Regions from separate parts of the Lactuca sativa genome. Here region 2 is linked to region 1. The links are chromatin contacts, called in public Hi-C maps. All regions are on one chromosome and are shown on one strand. The core of a region is the stretch at or near the end of the contact, and the rest is flanking DNA. Distances in the headings are between cores, read along the strand shown. Region 1 holds the start of LOC111895815. Region 2 holds the start of LOC111895803 (auxin response factor 8).

What was found. A called contact is a pair of places that touch in the nucleus more often than the background predicts.
Region 2: a contact with region 1 is called in a Hi-C map of leaf, with 7 times the contacts expected there. The contact joins the promoter of LOC111895803 here to the promoter of LOC111895815 in region 1. A contact is called at or near these places in 2 of 4 Hi-C or Micro-C datasets (leaf and seed).

The regions. Positions count from the first base shown.
Region 1 is chr3:97,117,950-97,121,055 of Lsat_Salinas_v11, forward strand. LOC111895815 reads left to right here and starts at 1,583. Exons shown (of 2, transcript XM_023891876.2): 1 at 1,583-2,252; 2 at 2,651-2,963. The coding sequence starts at 1,661. The coding sequence ends at 2,236.
Region 2 is chr3:97,287,187-97,290,292 of Lsat_Salinas_v11, forward strand. LOC111895803 (auxin response factor 8) reads left to right here and starts at 1,596. Exons shown (of 14, transcript XM_023891863.3): 1 at 1,596-2,168; 2 at 2,403-2,515; 3 at 2,627-2,725; 4 at 2,830-2,886; 5 at 2,973-3,106. The coding sequence starts at 2,126.

The DNA.
Region 1 (3,106 bases), core at 333-2,832:
TCACAAATATGACAATTTGTCTAAAAAATGTGCTTATAAACCATTTCTGTAACATGGAAGGCTGTGTTGCTATTAGAGTTTTGTTTATTTTCTAAAAAAAATGGTGGACATTATGAATTTTAAATGATTTTAAAGGGTATGATGATGGTCTTTCCACTTCATGCCATTTTAATTGTTTTAATAACATAATTTTATTGTTTATTAGATATAGGTGATGGAAAATGTGTTTTTTTAATTAATTTAGAATATTGAAGATTATTGTTACCAAATATACATGTAAAGTATTATATATCAATGGGTAATTAGAGTATCTCCTGATTTTCCTATTCATTTAATCGGTCAAAATTAATGTCACATAATTTCATAATTTAGTTTTCCATAGATATAACAATTATTCAATTTACTGACTATTATTGCTTAAAATATCTATATAGTTGTGGTATATGTTTTGGATCTTCTCTAAACTTCATTCTACGTGCATTACAAAATATACAAGGACCATTTTAGGTCATTTTTTATTTACCGTAATATATGTATAAAGTTTTTTGGTTATTTTTCACGTAGGAAACAACCACTTTTTTCGGAAAATGGACTACAAAGTATTATGTAGAAAATTTACACGATATTTGTTAGCTTTTTTAATAAATTGGCCATTTATGTTATATTTTTTTTAACATGGAGTGTTTATGTAGTTTCTTGTAATAAACAAGGACCATTTTAGGTTATTTTTTTAAATAATGGATAATTCGGTAACTTTTTTTAAACATGTACTGTTGTTGAAATTTTATTTTATTTTATGAAATAACCATGGCCATTTATGCTCATTTCGTTTTCTTTAAGAAACAATCAATAATCATAAGTTTTGATCAATTAGGAAATAATGCACATTTAGTATTGTTTATGGTGTTTTTTATTTAATTATATATTTTCTTTCTTTCTTTCATGGATCTTATTAATATACTTTTTTATTTTTGATTATTATTTTTATGTATTTATAGTTCAAAGCAGAGAGAAATTAAAATTATTAATTTTAGATAAAGATAATAGATTCACAAATAAAACTTTCAATGTTGTTTATAAGGAAGTTTTTCACAATTTATAACCAATTTTTTTATAGCATCTTTTAGTCATTTTTAGCAATGAAGGAGTAAAAATCCTACAACAATAACGACTAATCGAAATAATGGAGTTAAAGATTTATTGGGATGATAAGTTATAATGGTAAAAGTGGTGTTTTAGCCAACAAACGTTTTTTTTTCCCACTCGCTCCGTTGTAGTTATGTCATCATCTCCGTATGTTCAAAGAGAATAATACATCAAAAATCAGGATTTTAAAAATCTTTATTTGTAATTAAATACTTACCATTTATTGTGTAATTAAACACTTACAAATCACAAAGTTATTAAAGAATACAATATCAAAATTCACAAGTTTTCTAAATTAATGAGATAATATTTTATTACATAATTAAATTTTAAATTCTATTTAAAATTAATTCTTGTGACATAAACCGTAAATTTGTCTAGGACTCACCGTAGACACTCCGTAGCGGATCATAATCTCTTTATTTCGTTAATCTAACTCCGTTATCCTTCCCGAAATTCACATCCCTACGAACAAACCAAACCTCTCTCTTTCTCTCTCTCTATATCCGCGTTAATGGCGTCTACGACCACCGTCCTCCTCCTGTTGTCGATCATCGTCGGTCTCGTTGCTATCTCCGCCACCGCCAGGCCTTGCAAGACGATCTTCTTCATCACATCCACTTCCTCCTCCTACTACCCAGCCGACACTAATCACCCTGGAAACCCTAATTTCCCCCACCAAAACCCCACTAATTCCCCTCGTTTGACCTTCTTCATCACCGAAATCCACGAATTCCACCGCAGCAGGTCCTTCCCCCGTCCGATCTTCCCCGACCGAGCAGTGGAAGATGTCGTCTCTTCAAAACCCTCTTCTTCTTCCTCGTTTCGCGATCGCACCCTGGACATCATCAGTATTGTCGGCGCTCTACTCGTCGGTGTAGGCTGCGGGGCTCTCACCGCCGCAACCATGTACTTAATCTGGTCCGTATGTTCTAGCAGACGCTTGGATTTCGGCTCCGATTCCGATGAGGAAGAGTACGACGTCGACGATGAGGATGACGTCACCCATAACAAGAACGGTTACGCCCCTATCCCTGCCGCCACCAAGCCTGTGCCTCCTTCTGCCGATGAAGTCGATGCAATGAAATAGATGAAGCTCTGGTTTGGTAAGTATGTCCTTTGGATTTTTAAACCAAGTGTATGTCTCATGTATGTGGATTCTTCCTTTCTGTTACTATATGTATCTGTTAAAATGCTAAAAATTTTAAGTGCTACTATGGTTCGATTTGCTTATTCTTACGCGATATGTGTGAATTTATGATTGCTATGCTTATTATACATATGGCGTCTCTAGGATTGTACAGCTAAATCCCTAATTTTTCTATGCTTGATTAGTCAAGAGGTATTTGTTAGAGTTGTTCTAAATTGATATTGATCACTGGGATGTTTCTGATTACCTTTTATGGTTGGTTTACTCCGGTTTTGTTCAATCATTCAAGATTTATTACATATTAATAAGTAGGCGATCACACTTATGTTCTTCAAGATTATATTTTTCTTGCAGCTCTGTGGTTTACTGAATGGAAGTACTATGATCTCTTCTCGGGATCCTCCATTATTGCCACTCATGGTGAACTATTCCAATGAGTATCTTCCTTTGTTTTACATCTTTTGGTCTGTAGTTATCTTTGCATACTTTCTTTGCTCGTTGCTCTTTGACTCTCAATTTTCTTTTTCTCATATAAAACATTGAAATTTCTGCTATTAACTATTTTATGTTGTTATATACTTATATCACATGCCACATGCATTTGTTAACACTTGGGTTTTCATGATTCCATCATTTGATTAATTAATATGAAGATATGTCTTTGTTGTGGGTGTTTGTGTACAATTGCTCGGAAATTTAGAAGTATTTGGTACAATTTAAGGTACGCTTTTTTAAAAACAAATAATGAAGTAAGAATGAAACTGTGAATGGATATGATATGATAGGATAAGGATGCGTTTATAAAGTTTG
Region 2 (3,106 bases), core at 346-2,845, 170 kb after region 1:
AGTGCAAATTTATATATAAGACATGTTTGATCCTAAGCACAACGAAAGGTTCGAGTCAATCCCCTTTGAATACCCAAAGGACAGAGCCCACGACGGTTACAAGTTTAATGGACAAACATGACAACAATAAAGGAATAATGGAAATAAGGAAGGTTTTGGGTATGGTTGAAGACTATCATGCTCTCCAAAACCATGTTTCCTAACATCCCAAGCAAGTGGCAACATAAACCCAATTGCCTTGACTCATTTGATAAGTTTTGCCAAATAGCTAAAGTTGCTTGACATTGATTTCCAAAAACCAAATTTTCTCTCTAGAATACCACAAGTTATGTCAATCTTATCCATGTTTCATATGTATCAGTATATATACTTATATTTTTGCCAATTTGACCATTTCTTAAAATTTTGAACGTGTACTTTTCGATAACAATGTTTTCAATTTTGTGCTTAAATTTGAAAGTGTTATTAAAGATGCGATTTTGTCGGATATTAAGATTTTTTGGGGGTGAATTCCAAAAAATAGACACAAAAAATCGAATTTCCAGATATAGACATGGATTCCACAGATGTGAGCTCTGAGGGCTCCTCGGAATGAGTAAAAGCCCTGATGAATCGATGTGACAATTTTTTTTTTCTTAAGAACAATTCCACGGAGCTACCTCCGAGGAATGAACTTTTGCTCCGCAGTATGAGTATAAGCTCTAATGAATCGATGTGATTTTTTTTCTAAACCATTTCGTGGAGCTACCTCCGAATAATGAGTTCATTACTCGGATGTAGCTCCACGAATGACTCTTCAAATTTTTTTTTTGTGTAACATCAATTCTTCGGAGTAATGAGTTCATTCCTTGGAGGTAGTTCAACGGAATGGTTCTTCAGATTTTTTTTTTGTGTCACATCAATTATTCGGATATTAAGTCGATTATGCGGACCCTCGTAGCTCACCTCCGCGGAATCCATGTGCATATTTGGAAATTCAATTTTTCGTATCTATTTTTTAGAATTCAACCCAAAAAATATTTATATCCGGCAAAATGCCATTAAAGATTATCACATATTAAGTTTATAGAAACACGAACATAAATGAAAATATCAATATGAAATATGAAATTACACGACTCCTAAATTACCCAAAAATCCTTAAATCATCAAACCATATCTTTATACCCTACCCAATTTCTAAGGCCTTTGGTCATGAATCAATATGAAGGAACCGTCAAAACTCAAAATGACTGAAATTAGAAAGTAAAATATTTAGTGGAAAACACTTTTCTATAATAATCTTTTCAAAAGATTAGGAATGTAACTTATGCCTTTTTAGCATTTCCTCTCAAATCTCAATTATATTATAAATTAAAAATTAAAAATGATTTGCAATAGGCCTACAAAATAGGTTTGCCATAAAGAGCAATATTAAAAAAATTAAATAAAATGATTATATACTCTTTATCTTTTTTATTTAAATTTATGGAAAATAGGAATTTATTTAATTTTATAATCGGAAGGTCCGTACTCTGACAACGACCACTGAAGGATGGTGGCACATGCCTCCTGTCATCTCACTCCTCTATAATCGACGGTCTTCATCTCCAGGTACGGATTTCCCTACGCTTCTGATCCATTTTTCCTCCATTATCACTTCCACTTCTCTCTACTCTACTCTCTGCTTCAGGTCGACTATGGTCGGTCGGATCGGGATCCAATATCCACCCCCTATATAACCCCTTCCATGCTCCACTCTCTCTCCTTTCTTTTCACTATTTTTTTCAACTTTTTCGATAGCGATCGGGGACAAAAGTTCACTCATGGCGATGTTTCAGAACAACCACTGGTTTTCTGAGCTCGGTTAGTTAGGGTTTTGCTTTTTAGCTATGGGAGGGGGGATTTTTAGCTTTGGAATAATGCATGTGAAGGTTAGGTGTTTTAGACTTTGGAGGAAGCGATTGAGCTGATAATTAAAAGGAGTGAATGTTGATTCAGCAGTTTTTAGGGGTTTAGGATTCGACGATCGTTAAGCCCCGAGAAGCTGCTGCACTGAGGATTCGTTTAGCTCATGCTTATGAAATTAGTTAATTAATAGTAATACACATATTTATATAATAAGGTAAGATTTAGATAAAATAATATGAAGCTTTCAACATCAGGGTCTGGTCAGCAGCCTCAAGAAGGTATATATATATCATATCTATATCTATATCTATCTATCTCCTTCCAACTCATTTGTTTTTGTTTTTGACTTTACATGTCTGTAAGTGTCCTTTTCTTGGATTCTTCTTACGTACGTGTATATATATTGTATACATTAATGTCCGTGTGGTATACTCTTGATTAATCAAGTATTTTAACCTAAAGTTGTGTCTATGGGGATTAATTTATTGATTGTTTCTTATTGCTTATTGAAGGAGAAAAGAAAAGCTTGAATTCGGAGCTATGGCATGCTTGTGCAGGCCCGCTTGTTTCCCTACCGACAGTAGGCTCCCGTGTAATTTATTTCCCTCAGGGTCATAGTGAACAGGTTCTTACTTCTTCCTTCTTATATGCTTCTTATTCACCCAAATTGTGCATATATTTACTTAATTTTGATGACCAATTACTTATAATCTATCTACTTGAAAATGAAAACCAGGTTGCTGCAACTACAAATAAAGAAATCGATTCTCACATTCCCAACTACCCAAGCCTTCCTCCTCAATTGATCTGCCAACTCCACAATGTCACAATGCATGTGTGTTTTCATTCATAATTTCATATCCTCAAATATATATGGTCTTAACTTCTTGTTTATATAACTTAGAGGTCAAAGAAAGACTTATCATGTTGCAATTTCAGGCAGATGTTGAGACAGATGAAGTGTATGCTCAAATGACATTGCAGCCATTGACACCCGTAAGTAAAAAATTACCAATGTTGATGTATTCGCCATTTGGAGGATTAAAAAAGTTATTTCTTTTTGTTGTGTAATATGATGTCAGCAAGAGCAGAAGGATACATTTCTTCCTGTTGAGTTGGGTATTCCAAGTAGACAACCAACTAATTACTTCTGCAAGACATTAACAGCTAGTGACACAAGCACCCATGGTGGCTTCTCTGTTCCTAGACGTGCTGC